Regions from separate parts of the Danio rerio genome. Here region 2 is linked to region 1. The links are chromatin contacts, called in public Micro-C maps. All regions are on one chromosome and are shown on one strand. Each heading gives the region's core, a stretch centred on a gene start, on an enhancer-like site or on the middle of the called end of the contact. The rest is flanking DNA. Distances are from core to core; before and after follow the strand shown.

What was found. A called contact is a pair of places that touch in the nucleus more often than the background predicts.
Region 2: a contact with region 1 is called in a Micro-C map of caudal fin, with 11 times the contacts expected there. The contact joins the promoter of kif1b here to the enhancer-like site in region 1. A contact is called at or near these places in 3 of 18 Hi-C or Micro-C datasets (caudal fin, embryo and an unstated tissue) and 1 of 4 datasets of contacts at active chromatin or transcription factors (caudal fin).

What each region holds. Positions count from the first base shown.
Region 1 is chr23:32,396,200-32,400,020 of GRCz12tu, forward strand. It overlaps kif1b (kinesin family member 1B), which reads right to left. Exons shown (of 47, transcript NM_194382.3): 10 at 3,720-3,795; 11 at 2,093-2,171; 12 at 1,830-1,972. Among named protein-coding and RNA genes, the nearest start is that of kif1b, 48 kb to the right of the region's middle. Within about 2 kb of position 1,457, at least 8 of the 62 cell types and tissues checked have an H3K27ac peak or open chromatin away from gene starts, as enhancers often do. A contact at or near this core is called in caudal fin, where this site is marked.
Region 2 is chr23:32,443,741-32,447,431 of GRCz12tu, forward strand. kif1b (kinesin family member 1B) reads right to left here and starts at 1,911. Exons shown (of 47, transcript NM_194382.3): 1 at 1,863-1,911.

The sequences.
Region 1 (3,821 bases), core at 207-2,706:
TCCAAGATTTTCTATGAATTTTCAAAACTTTTAGGTAAATATTCAAGACCTAATGTTTCATGTAATGTCTATGTACATGTGGTAAATAAGAAAAAATGTATGTTCAAATTTATTACAGCATATCAAAAAAATATGTGACAATCTATGTAGTTTATGTTTATTTTATACCTGTAAAATAGTATATTCAAGTACACAGATATTTCTTTAACAATTTTCCATGGCTTTTCCAAAACATTTTGGGTTTATATATTTTCCCCAAATTTTTCCAGGCCTGGAAAATGCCTTGTCAAAATTCCATGATTATTCCAATTCAATACCCTGTACAGACATTATGATTTGTTACGCTGCTTTAGATTTTAAGTGATAACAAGTTGCATAAATTAGTAATAATCCTCTTTCTTAAAAATTTCAAGTGTTTTCCTAAGAATTTAAAGTTATAAAACCCAAAAAATATCATTTACTCACTATTTTCTTACCCTCAGGTGGTTCCAAACCATTATGGAGTTTCTTTATCTCTTTTTAACACAAAAGAAGATATTTTGAAGAATGCTACAAACAAGTAACCATTGACATCCTCAGAAGTCAAAACAAATACTATGGCTGCGTCTGAAATCGCCTACTACTCAATAGGCATTGCATTTGAACTTAAACGTACTACTCGACTGTTGGAAAAGTACATTCTATACAGTACTAATGTCAGTAGTATGAATGGAACTTGGACGCGATACATCTGCCATTTGTCATTACCTGCATCACTTCACTCCCATTCATGAATTCTCTCGCTGTGAATCATGGGATAGTATAGAGTGCATTTTATGCGCACTTTAAAATCTCACCGGAAGTAGTAGGGCATCCGGGTACTTCTCACATACCCTTTTCAAATTCTATGAATCTGGACATACTGCTCGACTCACATACTAATTTTAGCTTACTATATAGTATGGAAGTATGCGATTTTGGATGCAGCCTATGAAATGGCTTAATGGTTACTGATTTCCATCATTATTCTAAACATCTTTTCATCAGAAAAAAAGAAACTGAAACATGTTTAAAATAAGTAAATAGTAAATGATGAGATATTTTTCAATATTGGGAGAAAAACATAAATCAATTTTAGGTGAACTATCCCTTTAAGTGTTTCCAGATACAGTCTATCAGATCTATCGCGCTGTGCTATTTTGGAAGAAAGCCTGACATTGAGACTGCACCATGCCAAATGATCTATCAAATTAAGGTAAGAGCAAGCGAAAAAAGCTTGCTAGTGGGCATGCTAGCCTCATCCAATCCATCCCATATGTATCTGTTTTTGTCTGGGATTCCTTGTTGGAAAAAAAAACTGAGGCATGCAAAGCTGACAGTTTTATATTCCAGAAGCGATGAATAAGCTACTGGTAAGCGAAAAGGGGAAGAGCGAGAGAATGCGGCCCCATCACGCATATACACACATTTGCTTCCACTTCCAAGGCAATCATCCCCCATTGGCTCGACTGAAGGGAAGCAGGAAGAACAGAAGTCAGAATTGAGAGGACTAGTTGAGGAATGACTGACCAAGGGAGTTAGACACAATATTATGAAGACAAACATGAAATGGAAACACTTGAGTTTACATATTTGGAAAACAGCATATCCATCATATCTTCATATTAAGGCTCTCCATCAAATGTTGACATAATGGTTAAATGAATAAGTAGAAGAAACCACAACATAAAGACGACGCAGGGTTGGGCGAGACTGGCGTTAAATCACAGCTCAAGAATGTGACCTGCTGTTTGCCTGGAAACTGGGTAAGTAAAGCAGTGGCCATTGGGAGGCGCTGTATCTCGACTTACTGTCCAGGATGTCCCCGAGGCCTTGGGCACGGAGTAGCTCCTTCAGCCGTGACACCTCGTCCTTCAGCTCCCGCACCAGTTTGGCATTGGGGTCCTCGTTGATGACAGCATTGCACTTGATCTGCTTGGCTCTGTCCGCATATCTATGAATGAGCAAACAAAAGCAATGACCCCAAACAGCCATGGAAAAGCACAAGATTACTGTTTTATCTAGATCTAGAAAATCCACTTATTAAAATCAAGATCTAGGGTAGAAGTCTTACCGGAGTGTGCTGAGCGTTTCATCAAAGTTGATGTCAGCAGGGCTCAGTGCAGCCACCATTGCGGTCCTCGAATTGCCTCCTGGTAAACAAGCACATTTATGCAAACAATTAGAAACGATTAGAAATGCAATTTCGTTCGACTGGAGTATTGATCTAAGGTGGCCAATAAGGTTAAAGGACACACTTTCCACAGACGATTAAAAGGCACATGAGACAAGATGTGAAGATTGTAAACAGTGAGTGTTTTCTTTTTCTGTACATTTTTTAAAGCAGTGATATAACAATTTCCACAACACTACTTTACATTTGACTTTGGAGTTAAAAATTGTGCAATAAATTTGATGCAGCATAACACAAGTTACCATCTTATGGTAAAGCTCTGATTCTAGTCAGTTGAATATGAACTGTAACATTTACAGTAGTATTTCACAGAAATACTAAATTCTAAATTCTAATTCTAAATATGAAGCAATTGCTCACTTTATTGATGTCTAATCATCTTGTTTTATCCCATTTCTTTTTGCATCTTAGGGTGCTTTCACACCTGTGGATCGATTCTCTTGTTCCGAAACAGAGATTAAAATTGTTACAATGTTGCTTTGTTCTTGGGGCAGTTCGCTTTCACACAGCAAAGTTTCTAAATGGATTAAAATAGCTAAAACAAGTCACGTGTGAGTAAACTCTCCTCACATTGGTCAGAGTTTCACGGTTTACTTTGCAGAGTACAGATCAGCTGTCATGCGTCCTTATTTTAATTTATGCCGATGAGCAATAAGACATAAGCGAAAAGCTGCGCTTTCATTTCGAATAGAGACACACTCAGACGTTGTCACTAAATATAAATCAGAGCTAAGACTTTCTCATACATAGCAGTTGGCTTTTGTATTATAGGTTTTATATTATAGAGAGTTATAACTGATAAACCACTGCTAGTGTTCAATCAATTTTCCTAACGAATAAACAGCTCCCGTTAATAATTCAGAATGATTTCACTTTAGAGTTTAACATGAAATGCACATTTTCCGGTAGGAATGACATTCTGCCCTACTCATAATTCTCTCTTCATATACGATATATCCTGTGATATTGCCTGGTTTGGATTGTATTGCTTTCTCACTACAACCGATCTGCCTCAGAGTTCGTTGAAATCGAGCAGAGGCCACCTCATTCAGGCGATCTCGGACCAATTGTTTTGGCGCAGATCTGAACATGATTGCTGGATTCGCATATGCCAAACAAACAGCGCTAACTGGGGAAACACGACAGGTTTCGAAACAAAAGTCTAGGTGTGAAAGCACCCTTATACTTAATGTGACTGTGGCTTAAAGACTGGGTCTGCCAAGCACAAACAAAATAAAAAACACAAAACAAAGCAAAGCACAAACAAAATAATTTACTTAACAAAACACAAAAAGCAAGCAAAAGCAACACACAAAACAAAAACAAAGCCAAAAAAAAACACACACAAAACAAAAACAAAGCCAAAAAACAAAAAACAAAAAAACAAAACAAATCAAAAGCAAATTCTAATTTAAAACACAAAGATAAAGCCAAGCTAAACTAAATTCAAACAGTTCTATCTCCATGTGATTAATCATTAACAGCCATTATGGATTGTCATCCATACCTAAATTCTCTCTTAGCAGCCATGTCAACACTGAGTCTCGGTAAGGAATGAAGTCGGTCTTCTTTTTCTTCTTGCTCTGTTTCAAAACAGCCAGTGAAGCAT
Region 2 (3,691 bases), core at 661-3,160, 48 kb after region 1:
CTGTAATTTTAAAATATATATACATTATGTTATTTGTATTTCGAAATGAAGTCACTTGTTCAGTCTGTTTTATTCATTTGTTTCATGGAGATCAACATGCATTTCATGCCATGACATTTCCAACCAAGTATGGACTTTTTGTACATTGTTTTTCATGACAGCTGGAAAGCTGCATGTATATAAAATACATAATTGACATTTCAAGCAGTTTGCTCTGTTGAGATAAGCTACAACTAATCTCTTTTCTAGTTCTTTATAATCAATATACAACTATTATGCAACTTTACAAGAATTATGAAAATGTGGGAAAATACAATTCCTATCAGATAGTCATTTAAAATGAAATGACAGAATGTTTACTTAAACGTAAAGACATGATTTAGATTTTAAAAAACGATAGAAATAAGTGTTATTTCAGGACCAAGATATACGCTTTATCTTATATGTACATTTAACCTACATCTTAATAATGAATCTAAAAATATTTATAGTCTCTAGAGAAGCCTCATTTACATAAACAACTGATTTGCCTTCAAATACCCGGTTGTCAAAGGCAATCCCATGACATGCAGGTAAACATCCAGGTAGACAGATGTAGATGATGAGGAATATTTCATGGGTTCTTCACATACTCATAAACATGGCTGCCGCTCGCCTGCAGTTGCAGGGCTGGGCCTGTTCACACACTCTTTACTAGTAAACACATCTGACTAACTGTCACCGGACCAGCATTACATACACAAATACATGCACTGACATATAACAAGACCAGTCTGTGTACTGTTACACTGCGTGTAACAATTATGGGCGTGACATTTGGTTTTTAATGATGGTTTTATTGACCCGTTTGTGAATTAAAGCGAATATGACGATGTAACAAAAAAAATTCTGTTCAAACCTACGAGTATAACTGTTCTAGCACATGACACCAAAAAAAGAGGATGTTTTCATCTTGTCCTTGTTGTCATTCATTGAATTAATGGCATACGCCCATGAAATTCAATCTGCCGGAGAAAACACGTCTACTTCATGAACGAGTGGTTATAAAACTATTTGTTCGTTCATCTGCTTTAATAGACACTTGTATTAACGTTACTAAAACAAAGCAATGTTAATTAAAAACGCTAATAGCTCGACAAATCCGCAGAGTTCCTTGAGTGCTTAATAACGGAGACGGGATACTGATAGACTCGCAACAATGCATCACCGGCGTTGCCATATGTGTGGCACAATTGACAAACTATGTCGTTTAATAATCTATAAAAACACTGATTGTAAGGCTAAAACATTATACTGTCGCCTCCTTTAACGATCGCATGTAACGATGCGATAACAAATCATTCTTCTGAATCGGATCTTTAAGGGAACCGGTTCCTCCAATCGCTGTGAACAATTCAATCTTCATCAATATTATCTGTTGTGGTGTATTCAACCGAGAATCGCTTGTCAGTTTATTCGTAAGGCTCTAACAACCGACAAATGTAGGGAAAATACGAAGATTTGTAGCGCACCGTAATTTGAATCACTGAATCGGTTACAAGCCGGTACTGTTCAAAAGAACCGATCAGAAGAAATGTGCCGAACTTTCCATCACTAATCGGATGTCTTTCTATGAACTCGGCGACTTTCTTTGCATGCCATTAGAATGTGTATTATCATGTATAAATAAAATAACTGTTATTAACTCTATGATAACACAATTAACGTTAATCTGCGCTGAAGAAATAAGCAACAAAAACAAGCAAAACATTTCTGTAAACAGCCATTTGCATTCCCAAACGCTAACTAACGTACTCGGACATTACATTTCCAACTCGAACGTATCAATATAACTGTCTTCTTAAAGAATAGACGCCACTTACCGTTATTTATCCACAATACACGTCTAGAACACCATAGAAATCCTGCACGATGCCAATTCTCAAATGACGTCTGCAACCAGCAGCAAAAATCAAAAAAGACTGATGATTAAGTTCTTAATAGTTCCTTTCTTGTTATAAACACCCATTATAGCTGCGTTTCATTCGCCAGCGCTGCACAAAATGCTTGCGATTAGGGTTTATTTTCTGAGGCAGGTTCTGGTGTCGTTTGACCGTTCCTCTAGCAGGCTTAGGATATGGATGAATGCCTTGATTTACTGAAATGATTACGTCAACTGCACTGTCAACACCGTGAATGACTGACCGCTTGGCCAATAAGAATGCAGAATTCTGTGAGCAATGCGTCGTGCTACCAATGAGAACGCTGGAAAAGCAGATGTGGGCTGGGCAGCCGTGACGCAATACTGCAGGGTCGCTTACGATCCGCTGTGGCGTGGCATCACAAAACACAAAAGTGAAGGGCGCCGCCTAGTAGAAAAATGGGTAAACTTAAAAATTCATCAGATGAATTCTTTAGAATCCTAAATTACTCACATTTAATTGTACTATCAGGCTAAAGTTTTATCAATTATAATACAATTAGAAACTATATATAATTACATCTATTGTTTTGTAAAATACTAATAAAACTATAAATCCTCTCAAAACTTGCACAACAATACAAATAGTTATTCACTGAGAGCAATTAATTAAAAAAAGAAAGAAAATGCTTTATCGCATATTACACTTTTGTAAGACAATACATAATTATGTATATTTTTGGTATAATGGGAAAAGATTAAACCTTGCCCAGTTGACTAACCATAACCACAAAACATAAAAAACATGCTAAAATAATTTTAGAAATATAAATTCCGTTTTTGAGTTAGCTGAACTTGAACCAAAACCAACTAAAATTGAAAAGGAATGACATATTTAGGAAAAAAATAGAAATGACAAAAACTACTGACATAAATAATAAAAACTATGTCAGAATAAAAATAAGACTTTGTTACTAAAAGCAGAAAAAATACAAAATCTAAAGCAAACAAGTATATTATTTAAGAAATATGTGCGCGCACACACACACACACACACACACATATATATATATATATATATATATATATATATATATATATATATATATATATTTATATATATATATATATATATATATATATATATATATATATATATATTATATTTTATATAATAAAATACTGATACAACTAAATTCTCTTAAAAATGCAAAACAATGCAAATGGTAATTCGCTGAGAGCAATTAATTAAAAAAAATTTTTTTTTGTATATTACACTTTTGTAATAGAAAATACATAATTATGTATATTTTTGATATAATGGTGAAAGATTAAACCTTGCTCAGTTGATTAACTATAACCACAAAAACATAAAAAACCTATGTTGAACTAACTGAAACTAAAAGAGAAAAATACATAACTACATTTCAAATAAATAATAGAAATGACAAAGTTACTAAGCATCTTTGAAAAAAAAAAACAAACAAACATCTATATTAGCATAAAAATAAGCCTTGGTTACTAAACTTGAAGCAGAAAAAAAAATCTAAATATTATTAAAAAGTATAATAATATTTAAGGAATATAGTAGCAATCCGGTTATTATATAAAATAACAATTATAGCATAAAAGTGTATTCTTTTATAAAAATGAAAAAAGGTACTACTGCAATATAGTGAAATAGAACATCTAAAAATATAAAGTAATACCATACAATAAAAGGTAATAGTTTAAATAAACTTAAATATTATTCATAAATGGCACAATTATTATTTTATGGCGTAAAAAATA